Regions from separate parts of the Mus musculus genome. Here regions 1, 3 and 4 are each linked to region 2. The links are chromatin contacts, called in public ChIA-PET and promoter capture Hi-C maps. All regions are on one chromosome and are shown on one strand. The core of a region is the stretch at or near the end of the contact, and the rest is flanking DNA. Distances in the headings are between cores, read along the strand shown. Region 1 overlaps Uvrag (UV radiation resistance associated gene). Region 2 holds the start of Klhl35 (kelch-like 35). Region 3 holds the start of Spcs2 (signal peptidase complex subunit 2 homolog (S. cerevisiae)). Region 4 overlaps Uvrag (UV radiation resistance associated gene).

Evidence for each region. ChIA-PET counts read pairs in DNA pulled down with a chosen protein or histone mark. Capture Hi-C pulls out chosen DNA fragments and counts their contacts.
Region 1: an RNA polymerase II ChIA-PET map of memory CD8 T cells shows a contact between it and region 2, with 6 read pairs. The contact joins the enhancer-like site here to the promoter of Klhl35 in region 2. A contact is called at or near these places in 2 of 39 promoter capture datasets (hippocampal neurons and stem cell-derived epiblast-like cells), 1 of 484 Hi-C or Micro-C datasets (B cells) and 2 of 115 datasets of contacts at active chromatin or transcription factors (embryonic stem cells and memory CD8 T cells).
Region 3: a contact with region 2 is called in a promoter capture Hi-C map of pancreatic islet. The contact joins the promoter of Spcs2 here to the promoter of Klhl35 in region 2. A contact is called at or near these places in 1 of 39 promoter capture datasets (neural stem cells), 2 of 484 Hi-C or Micro-C datasets (bone marrow-derived macrophages and erythroid progenitors), 7 of 115 datasets of contacts at active chromatin or transcription factors (embryonic basal ganglia, embryonic hindbrain, embryonic limb bud and 4 more) and 3 of 9 other capture datasets (adipose tissue, embryonic stem cells and pancreatic islet).
Region 4: an RNA polymerase II ChIA-PET map of memory CD8 T cells shows a contact between it and region 2, with 9 read pairs. The contact joins the enhancer-like site here to the promoter of Klhl35 in region 2. A contact is called at or near these places in 6 of 39 promoter capture datasets (the 3T3-L1 cell line, cranial neural crest, embryonic stem cells and 3 more), 2 of 484 Hi-C or Micro-C datasets (cerebellum and embryonic stem cells) and 1 of 115 datasets of contacts at active chromatin or transcription factors (memory CD8 T cells).

Annotation. Positions count from the first base shown.
Region 1 is chr7:99,085,802-99,088,582 of GRCm38.p6, forward strand. It overlaps Uvrag (UV radiation resistance associated gene), which reads right to left. Exons shown (of 15, transcript NM_178635.3): 5 at 2,300-2,374. Among named protein-coding and RNA genes, the nearest start is that of Uvrag, 54 kb to the right of the region's middle. Within about 2 kb of position 1,365, at least 83 of the 459 cell types and tissues checked have an H3K27ac peak or open chromatin away from gene starts, as enhancers often do. A contact at or near this core is called in B cells and memory CD8 T cells, where this site is marked.
Region 2 is chr7:99,464,665-99,467,364 of GRCm38.p6, forward strand. It overlaps Klhl35 (kelch-like 35), which reads left to right and starts at 1,340. Exons shown (of 7, transcript NM_028145.1): 1 at 1,340-1,440.
Region 3 is chr7:99,857,537-99,860,236 of GRCm38.p6, forward strand. It overlaps Spcs2 (signal peptidase complex subunit 2 homolog (S. cerevisiae)), which reads right to left and starts at 1,347. Exons shown (of 5, transcript NM_025668.3): 1 at 1,228-1,347. The coding sequence starts at 1,341. Xrra1 (X-ray radiation resistance associated 1) reads left to right here and starts at 1,682. Exons shown (of 19, transcript NM_001164258.1): 1 at 1,682-1,694.
Region 4 is chr7:99,127,894-99,130,593 of GRCm38.p6, forward strand. All of the region lies in intron 1 of Uvrag (UV radiation resistance associated gene), which reads right to left. Among named protein-coding and RNA genes, the nearest start is that of Uvrag, 12 kb to the right of the region's middle. Within about 2 kb of position 1,283, at least 66 of the 459 cell types and tissues checked have an H3K27ac peak or open chromatin away from gene starts, as enhancers often do. A contact at or near this core is called in memory CD8 T cells, pre-B cells and stem cell-derived epiblast-like cells, where this site is marked.

The DNA of each region.
Region 1 (2,781 bases), core at 115-2,614, 380 kb before region 2:
AAAAAACAAAGCAACAGGACCAGCCAAGCCCACAGTTTACCGAGATGGGAGAGAAGAAAGCAGAGACGCTGGGCCCCAGACCCAGCAGCACGTGCTCTACTGCTTCTTGGTCACACCACTGCCTGCTTCTTCTCCAGCCTGGGCTACTCAGTCCTTCTCTACTGAACAGCATGTTGCCAGCCTGTGTCTCACATGACTTCAGAGGCTTTGTCATCGCCCCATGTTTATAGTTCATTTCTCTCCAGGTTCAGGAATTCAGATGGCTACTTGTCGTCAACACAGGGGTTTAAAGACACTGCACATGCCTGTGGCCATCTTACCTCAGGATCTGTGCTCTTCCTCCCTGCCCACCCCGCCTTGTCGCTAAGCTTCCTGTGGCTATCATCTTTCATCTATCCAGTTACTTTAAACCAGAAATCCAAAATCACCCTTGACATCTCTTTTTTCCTTTTATCTCAAATGCAAACCACAACAAATCCTAGTGATTTTCTCTCCTAAAACCCCAACTCTGTCGCCTTCCTAGCTGGGTGTGTGGCTCAGTGGTAAAGAGCTTGCCTAGCACGTGCCTGGGCCTGGATGTCATCTGTCTTCCCTACCCTGCTATGGTCCATGCCAAACTGTCATCTCTTGTCCATGGCACTGCAAGGTCCTTCTCACTGTCTCTCCACAGTCACTCTTGCTCTTTAAAATAAGCCAGAGCTAAACTATTACATAAATCTGGTTAGAGCACACGCCTCTGTCCTGTGGATAAAATCTCGAAACTCCCCATGGGCTGGCCTGGGGCTACTCTCACCTCCCTTCTGTCCCTCAGACTCACCTTGTGCCCTTTCTACTCTGTGGCCTTTCAAGCTCAGCCTCCTCCCCTGGAAAGCTCTCTCCATTCAGCGCCCACACCTTTCACATACTGTCTTCTATTCAGAACCTGGATTACAACGTTAGCAACCAAATCCCTCCTCTGGGGACCAGGACAGGCCATCCTCCTGTCTTAGCCAAACAGCTGGAAGGGAGGGGTGTGTCTGCCCCCAGCCCTCCTTCACCACTGTGCTCAGCACTGAACACAGGAGCCAACCCTGGGCAGGCACTCAGGAATGACAGACAGGGCATCCGAGTGTGACATCCTCACAGCAGAGATTATGAGCAACAATTTCTGAGCAAAAGCAATGTGAAGAGTTTACAAAAGGCTGGGGGAGGACTGTTTTGGTTTGGTTGGTTGGTTGGTTTGGTTTTTGGTAAAAGTTGTCAGAGTGGGGGAAGCAGCCTTGGGCACATAACTAACATCTCAGCTCAGCCGCTCTCTAGACCCTATGGAGTGCATCCTCCCAGTCAGTTCCTGCCTGTACTGTGAGATGGAGAACAAAGCCACCACCACAGTGGTTTGTGGTGAGTGTAAACAGGAGGCAGATGCTGAGTCCCCGCCACAAGGATGCTGCTCACAGAAGCTCCCGGCTAAGAACAAACGGGGCTCTGCCTCGCCTTCCTCTCATCACCTTTAGATGCAGAGACAGCAATGGCTACGAAACAGCTTCAGTTTCAGTTCCTTTCTTTCTCTCTTTTGAGGCTGGATCTCACTGTATACATCAGGCTGATCTGGAACTCTCTATGTAGACCAGGCTAGCCTCAAACTCACAAGGATACACCTGCCTCTGCTTCCCACTTGCTGGGATTAATAGCATATGCGACTATGTCCAGCACAATTTGGGTTTCTTAGGCTTACTGAGAATGATAAACACAACTGAACATTTCCATTAAACTCTTCCATTTAGACAAAAGTCACCTTGCCTATTTTGGGGGGAGGGCAGGACTGAAGATTGAACCTGGGCTTCCAGCACGGTGGTAAAGCCCCACTGCTGAGCAACACACCCAGCCTCTTTTCATTCTGAGACAGGGCCTAACTCAGCTTCCTAGGCTGGCCTTGAACTCACTCTGAACCTGGGCAGTATCTGACCTTTAGTCCTCCTGCTACACACAGCCTTCTAAGTGGCTAGGACTGCAAGCCTATGCCACCATGCCCAGCTCACCACTCTCTTAATCCCCCAGGAATTATGCAGAAACCAGCTAGCTCAGGTTTCCCTTTGAGAAAACATGATCAGGATTTAGTACCGACTTCTCAGCGTGCTTGTGTGTCCTGCGAAACTCGTTCTCACTGCGGAAGGCATTCCTCCACACCACCCCGAAGAGCAGACTCAAAGGGACACTTACAACACGATTCTGACTGCTCAGCTCTTCTCGGGAGTCCAGCTTCCCGGGTGCACAGGCCCTGTACTAACCAAAACTCAGAGCACTCGGAGACCCCTCTTACCTTGTGTTCACAGGGAGCACCGTAGTAGCCATCATTCAGCCCAAAAATGATTTCATTCTGGTTGCGGGCATGGATCTAAGGAAGGAGGAAAACATACTATTAGTTGATCTTATTCCAGATGTCAGAGCATAACAGCTGAAATTTCCATGCCAACGAACAGGCCGGCTCCACCTAAACAAAAGGGGCAGCAAAGAAATCAGGTCTCAAAGGCCAGTGAGTGACAGAGAGGACAGTCCATCCAGCTTTAGTCAAAAGCCTCACAAACACCACGTGAGGCTATTGGAGCCATTAGTGATTGTCACCAACATTGTTAACTTGTGATGGAACAGTTATGCCTGAAGGACAGCAGCAAACCACTAAAAAAATTAAAAATAAAAAAACTCTACAAATGCTTTAAAATTATGACATCAGATTAGCTTCTACTTTCTGGTCTTTTTGGGATCAACTGCCCTGTGCTGACCCAACTTCACCTGCAAGACCGG
Region 2 (2,700 bases), core at 90-2,589:
CTATATAGCCCTGAGCTATCCCAGAATTCACTAAGTAGACCAGGCTGTCCCAGAACTTGCAGAGATCCTGAGTATTGAAATAAATAGCATGTACCACACTACACCTGATCTAAATTTTTCTCATTTTTATTTGTTATGTGCGGATGTGTGAATGTGCATGGGTACCTGTGTGCTACAAGTATGTATGTGAATGGGTTCTCTCCTTCCACCTTGTGGATTTCAGATATCCTCAGGCATAGAAGCAGGTGCCTTTATCTCTGAGCCATCTCTCTGGCGCCATAAAGCCTTCCAGGGGACACTCTATACTCATACCAAACCATAATATCTCCCATCTTCCACGATCTCTAAGCCTACCTGAGCCAGGCAGTATCGGGCTCTAACACACAGAGGTAACTCCACACAAAGGGCAGAGTCACCATTACCCTCCTGCTGATGAGCGACGTCAGGCCGAGGGGCAGGCATCGATGTAGTCAGTGTTGTCCAGTGACAACACTGTGACAGTGACAGTATGACAACTGTGACAGTGTCCTGACACAACAGGACAGACGCTATTGGAGGCCACCTCCTCCCTGGATTGCTGTGCTCCTGTGACAAGCCCTGCAGTCCTTCACAGAGGCAGCAAGAGGTCCCACACCACCCTCTAAACCCACACTGTCTGGCTCCGGGAGGTCAGGTGGACTCAGAGCCATCCCATTCTCTCTCCATCCACTTCAATGTGCTCAGTGCCAACACGTGCTCCCACTGTGTCCTTTCCACTTGGACACCACACAATACACACAACCCAGAAGATCCTGGTCACACCTGCATGAGCATCTGTCCACACAGACACCTTATACTCATTCCTTACACACACAAACCCGACATGCAAATGACCAGTCACAAATACAGTGACAGGAACGCTGTGAGGGAGGAACCTGTGTGAGTTGGTGACAAAGAGGCAGAAGGGAAACCAGGATCCACAACAAAGGCAGCCACATTCTTGGTTACATCCAAAGCTATGTAGTCACATGTCCCCAGAGCCCAAGCACCCCAGTACTACAGTCACTGTGTGTATGCACTCACACACATACAAGTTCTAGAAACACCTACACACTGATAACCACCCATCTACCTGAAGCAGACACCCCAACCTTCAAAACACCGCAGCCCACCATAACACACAACCAATTCCACGCTTATCTACACTCCTCCCTTCCAAAACTGGCCCAAGAGTGGAACAAAAGCCCAGTGCCCATTCCTACCGGCTCCCTCTCCTCCCCTCCCCCCCTGGCGCCCAGACAGACCCTTTGTCCTCCCGCAGCTGAGCCCAAGTGGGAGTCTAGGCAAAGCGAGAATAAAATCAGCTCAGGCTGCAAGGCAAGCAGGCAGAGCTGGCAAGCGGCAGGCACAGACAGGAGCAGCTCTGCCAGAGAAGCAGTCCCAGGAAGAGGGCGTGGCCAGGTAAGAGCCAAGTACCTGGGTTAGCAGTTGGCTAAAGTGGTGTCTTGTTCTGAGGGGCGTCCACCCAAAGTGTGAGCCTGTGTGGTGTGTAAGAGTGTATGTGGGGGTGGAGGTGTGTGTGTGTGTGTGTGTGTGTGTGTGTGTGTGTGTGTGTATCCGGGGTAAGAGCAGGATAGTGGCTCACTGAGCCAGTTTCACAGGCTGAGACTCTGAGATGGAAGAATGCTGACAGAATCCCTAACTTCTCATGCATCCTTGGACTCCCAGACGATAGACTCCATGGTGGAAACTGAGTCTCCCACTATCGTGTCCCTACAGTTCCCTCAGCCTAGGACAGAGGTGGCAGTAGAATGCGTAAGTATTGGCACAGTCCACCACACTAGCAGGCAGACTCCTTTTGCTGAGACCTGCCTTCCTGGGTCTCAGCCTAGAGAGTAGCTGTGTCCTAGGCTAGCTAAGGACAGCCCTGCTGCACTCTGACAACCTGTCTCATTTCCCTCTGTGTACGCCTGGTCGTTCCTTGAGGACTCACCTCCCCCCTGGCAAGGGCTTCCAGGTACATGGTGGACTTGGGCTGGCAGCCTCTATCTGGGCTACAGTCCTTGTCCACCAGGAACTTATTTCTTATGACTCTGAGGCAAGGGATCCACCTACATGGTCCTGCATAGGCTAGGAGAGGCAGGCTGATCTGCAGATGGGACAATGTAGGTAGGGAGAGGCAGATAAGAAGCAGAGATGAGCCATGGAGTAAGTTCCCACAGAAAGGAGACCTCGGTCCATTTACAGACCAGGCCAAGTACTGACTGTGTGTTCTTAAGGACCAAGTCCTAACCAGGGTGAACGGCCTGCAATCTGTGGTGCGTTTTCATACACACCCCTTCACTGACCCTCACAGCAATCCTCTCAAGGGCAGGCTCCCTCCATATGGCTGCTTCCTCACAACTCCTCTAAGGGTCAACTTACCCACACCCCATGCTGTAAAAAGGTAAGCCGATGACTGGGGCATACTACAAATGCAGCAATTTTATATACTTCATCCAATAGTTACAGTTCTGTGGCTAGGAACTCTAACTATTCTGTTTCATAAACGGTGCCAGTGGCTTGCCTAGGTGAGATCACACCAGACTAAAGGAGGATGATAGCTCCATGTGGTCCCTAGAACCTGGATCTTCCCACTGGAGACTAGAAACATCTCTCACTCTTGCTTTTACACAGCTAATTCTGCCCATCTCAGGAATCTCTTTCCTATCTCTGCCCCAA
Region 3 (2,700 bases), core at 97-2,596, 390 kb after region 2:
GCTCAAGGCTTACAAGCCGAGTTTGGTCCCTGGATCCTGCACAAAGCCAGTTCCAGTCCAGGCCAGCTTAGCTACACAGCAAGACCCTGTCTCAAACTTGACTCTAAGGACCCTCCAAAAGACAAGGGGAACTGGGGACGTGGGTCAGTGGTGGAGTGCTGCCTACCATGTAGGAAGCTACACAAATGCGGGATGATCAGGCATCCATCTCTTAAGCCCTAGCCATCTGTTCCACACAGAGGAGTAATAGAGCATTTCGATTAAAATGTTTCAAGAAAAGTGGTTTACTATATGAAAGCACCATGCTTCACCCTCATCACATCAGCTGGGAAGGACAACCCTGGAAGGGGGCCAGAAGGTATGCTGGACTAAACCCCTCATTCTACAGAATAAGGAAGGCAATAAGGAGAACAGGCACATTTTAGGACACAGAGCTAGAGGCAAAACTAATGCCAGGCCCGTTTTTCAGGCAACTGTCTCTTGCAAGTTGCTGTGCAAGGGGCAAGATGGTCAATCCAGGAGCAGCGTTCCTCCCCTGACTCTTTCCTTTAAGCCCTTATGGACAAGGACGTGAAATTCTTTAGAAATTGTGTAGGCAGAGTGGAAAGCAGTCAGCTGGTACAGACAGAAAAGGCCACGCAGGGGAAGAGAAAGGCAGGGAACCCAAGAGGGACAAAGAATCTTAAGGCTTCCTATCAGACCAGCAAGGGAAGTCAACATACGAATATTTCATTATTTGACATATCATGAAAAAATTAAAAGAAACCAAAAAAAAAAAAAAAACCCTTAAAAACTTTAAAGGCCAAGGAACTCTTTGGGCTCTGTAGCAACACGCGAGGATGATGGTGGAAGGGTTTGGGGAATACTGACTTCGAGGAGATTCTTTCAATTTCTTTAGAAGTTCCATTTTCCACGTTGATGTTATGGGCATTTTCAAGAGTGGCCCTCCTAGCACAATAGAAACGTGATCATTATGGTGAAATATTGCCATAATTACGAGAAGCTGCGGTGGCGGTTAGGGACCAGCAGCACTTGCTTAAAGAGACGACTAAAGGGAAGGATTGTTTTCCAACGTGTAGAGAGGGCAAGTTACAAGTGTGCGTTCGTGTGCTACGGAGGAGCGCTCAAGGAGCCACAGAAAATAAGGGGGTGGGGATGGGAAGCTGGGCTCACCAGCTCCTGGGCATTCCCCGGGCTCTAGATTGTCCCCAGGACTAAGCTCCTCACCTTATCCAACAAACCACTGCGGCTGCTGCTTGTCCCGCAGCTGGGGCCGCCGCCAGCCCCACTACTGCCTCCGCCACCGCCGCTTCTCCCACCCTGCGACGCCGACGCTGCCATCTTGTCTCCCTCCGTGTCTCCCTCCCATACGACTTGTCCGAAGCCGATTGGCTGAAGCTGCTCATGTGATAGGCAGCGCAGAGCCCATCGGGATCCGTAGTCTGGTGTGCTGATGAGGGCTGAAAGAGGCCGCGGGGCTTGACGGGACTTGTAGTTAGAATCTGCCGTCGCCGGTTGCCGCCTCCGTTGCTAGCCACATCCTCGCGGTTACTAAGGAGTGGGTGGGGAAGGCTGTGGCAAGCGCCACCGTGGAGCGACTCCGAGATTCCCGTGAGGCTTGCAGGCGTGCACTCCGCCTGACAGGGACATCGCCTCCGCGGGCTCTTCGGAGGCGGAAACGACGCCGAAGGCAGGTGTGGCTGGAAACTTAATTTTGCTTGAATTATGAGTCTTTCCAGCCCCAGATGTTGTGTCCTAAGAAGGGAGGTAGAGCCTGCTCTTCACCCCTTTCTGTCCCTGAAGGTAGAATATCAGCTCGATTATTCTCTCCGAAGTAACCATAATCTCAGCTGTTAGTAATGTTTCCTGTAGAACTATCATTTATTGAGTGCCTACTGTGTGCTAGGCAGTGCCCTACATGCACTTACATCCACCCATTCTGTGTCTGTCTCAGGATAATGCTGTATAGACAAGAAAAGGAATTTTTCAGAAGCCAGAGAGCATAAGTCAGAACACACTTAAAACCAACTTTTTAGTTTTTTAAACTTAAAAGCATGTTTCCAGTTTGACAATGTGATTTTTATAAATATTGAGAGAAAAAAATATTGAGCACCAAAAAAACTTGACACTGAAACTAAGGCATATAAGGAAAATAGACCTGGGATATCTCATAGTAATATCACTTTATGCCATATTACATTGCATTATTTAGTTTTTATACCTACATATTTTCCATATGTGTACAGATGATCCGCCAGATACTGAATTCGCTAGACATTTTGTTTTGTTTTTCTGAGACAGGGTCTCACCATTAGGTCTAGCTGTCCTGAAACTCACTGTGTAGACAAATTGGCTTCAAACTCCCAGAGATCCACCTACCTCTGACTCCTTAGTGCTGGAACCAAAGGTGTATAATACCATGCCCAGCCTCTGAATCGCTTAGCATGTACTCAGTCCTGTTCTACACACTTAGAATATACCTCTGAATGAAAGAGACAAAATGTTCTTGGCAAGGCTATGTTCACATGATCACTAAAGAATAGCAGATTAGATTTCATCCTCGATTAAGCAATTCCTGGCCACTCCAGTTGTAAGGGTCCAAAAATCACTGAAAGAAGACCCCAGGCTCAGAGAGTATACAAAAACAAAGAGCATTTATTCTGCAGAAACACCAGCATGCAGGGGCCAACCATTCTTTGA
Region 4 (2,700 bases), core at 33-2,532, 340 kb before region 2:
GAGAGTCCTTAGTTTGCTTGGCTTAATGGGAAACAAGTCTGAGAGCACAAGGATATTAGATGTGCCGTCCAATAAGAAGAGGCAGTCCATGGTTTAAAGGTGTTTATTGTCATGGCTGAAAGGGGAGCTAAGAGGGTAGTAGAGGCTGAGAAAGTAGAGAAGAAGAGGCCGGCCATGGCCACGTGGAGAGAGGGGGGAAGGGAATGCAGGGAGGAAGGGAATGCAGAGAGAGGGGGAACAAGAGGGCAAGAGAGAAGCAAGAGGGAAACAGGAGTAAGAGAGGGAGGAGGGGGCCAGCAGCCCCTTTCATAGTGGGCCAGGCCTACCTGGCTGTTGCTAGGTAACTGTGGGCGTGGAGTCCAGACAGAATACCAGGAGCTTGGGGCGGTGCCCTACCTGACTAATGGCCACAGAATTAAGGAGCTGGGCCCTCATGTCAGGAGCCTGGTGTCTGGGAGCATGACAAACTTCCTTCCATACCTTGCAGAGTTATCTGCTGGGTCTCCGGGGTTTAACCCTAGCTCACCCAGAAAACAAGCTGCTTTTCAAGGTCCCAAAAGCCATCTCTCTCCAGCCCCCTTGCAATAAATCTTTAAATGGAGACATATGTAACAGCCATTCCCTGTAGAAGTGCAACACAGTGAAAGCTCAGGTTACAGTAACCCTGAACTTGAGGGATGCTCTATACACGCTAGTGAGCAACCACTGGCTGTGTCCCTTCCTGCAGAGTGTAGACATGTCCATCCGTGCACCTATGTGGCTTGTTGGAGAATAAAGCAATGGGTGTGAAGGCCCTGCAGAAACAGTGAGGAACTTTATGAAAATAAGCTGATAGACAGATGGGGGCGGGGCTGTTAGGGGCGGGGCTGTCAGGGAAGTACATGGCTGACTGAAGGAAAGAGACAGGCTAGAACTCAGCTATCTTCATATTGATGAGAAAAGAGAAGGAAAACAGACCTCAGACCCAAAACAGTCAATGACTAGAATTCCAGAACTGCAGACCAGAGAGGCCTCTGAAAGTCATCTAAGCCAGGGGACCCTGCACCACCAGCGAATGTGTTCCTCATGCAGACCCTAGGTCCTAGCACAGCAATGACCTACTCAAGTAGATCCCTTATTCTTTGTCACCGGGTACTTCAAATGCATGTTTTCGATGGAAGCAGAGATCTACAGCATCCAGACTTATTTTTTAATGAGAAAGCCCGAATCAAAGCAGGGAGTACTCACTTCACACTGTTAGTAAGAAGCAAAAGTGAAACTGGGCCTGATCTCCCAGATGGGTGCACCAAGCTTGCCCCTGAGACACCCGGCTTCAAAACCTGTGAGGCCTCTTGGCCTTTTGGGTCTCATGTATTCTACCCAGTTACAACAGCCAGCAGTGTCCATCCACTGTCTTCCGAGCATGGCAGGCATACACGGTTCCGCCTGTGTTATCAACTTCCGATTCTGAAAACTAAAGTTCAGGTCCTACTATCAAGCTCTAGACAACTCCTTAGGAAGATTCGAGGCACTGAGATGCATTTAGCATGGACATGCTGATCCCAGGCAGAGACTACCGTAAGCCAGAACTTGGTATTTCTAAGGCAGAACTTTGACTTCTCCTTACTCCGGCTGCATCCTTTCTTAGAAATTTAACCCATGCTCCTTTACGTAGCGAGGTCCTCTTGTTCCGCTCATTCTAAGCTTCATAAACAAGCACAGGGCCCCAAACCTCCAGCAATCACAAATCTTCTCCTTGCATACCATATCGTAATAAACCAGATCATTTTATTATCTCCTAACTACTTGTGATTTGCTAGCAACACCTCTGAATACCATTACTGCAAAAGGAACTCAAAAAGTTCCAAGAACTGGGATCATAAGTGTGCACCACCATGCCCAGCAACAGGAGGGGTTTTGGGTTGTTTGGTCTCTCTCTCCCTCTCTTCCTCCTTCCTTCTCTCTCTCTCTCTCTCTCTCTTCTTCTCTTCCTCCTTCCTCTTCTCTCTCTCTCTCTCTCTCTCCCTCTCTCTCTCCCTCTCTCTCTCTCTCTGCTGGAACTGAACCCACTGGCTTCATGCAAGCTAGGTAAGGGATTTACCACTGAGCCACACCATCCCTAGCCTTGACACTTTTAAAAGGCAAAGCCTGTGTTCTTTGTTTATAAATTGACTAAACCTGGATGGCAGCTGGATCCTGAACTGAAGGGAACCAGAGACCAGGTCTAGAACATTCCCAAAGGCCTGTGTGTTAATGGCTTGGTCCCTGGGATAGCACCACTGGGAAGTGTGACAAACTTCAGGAGCTCAGATTTAGCAGAGTCTTTAGGGCATGCACCCTTAAAGGGATGTTGGGGTTCCCCAGTCAGGAGGGACAGCTTTGAGCTGCTGTGCTCACAGAGTCCAGGCTGTTTCACCATAAGGGCAAGCAATGAGGTCATGGATTGAAGCCTCCTAACTCCAAATTTCCAAAAGCCCACCCTTTTCATAATTGATTCTTCTTTTCTTCTTTCTTCATTGTAACAGAAAGCTAATACCAGAGATGTTCTGAAAAGGACATGTGGTCAGCTAGCTAAATTGGAATGTGAGCCACGGAAAGTGAGCGGCAAAGGGCACACAATCAACTAACTAAATTGGAATATAAGCCGCAGAGAGCTTCTGCACAAACGGACAAGGCATGATTAGAGAGCAGGAGCTTCCTACCTGAATGGGGAGGAGGACT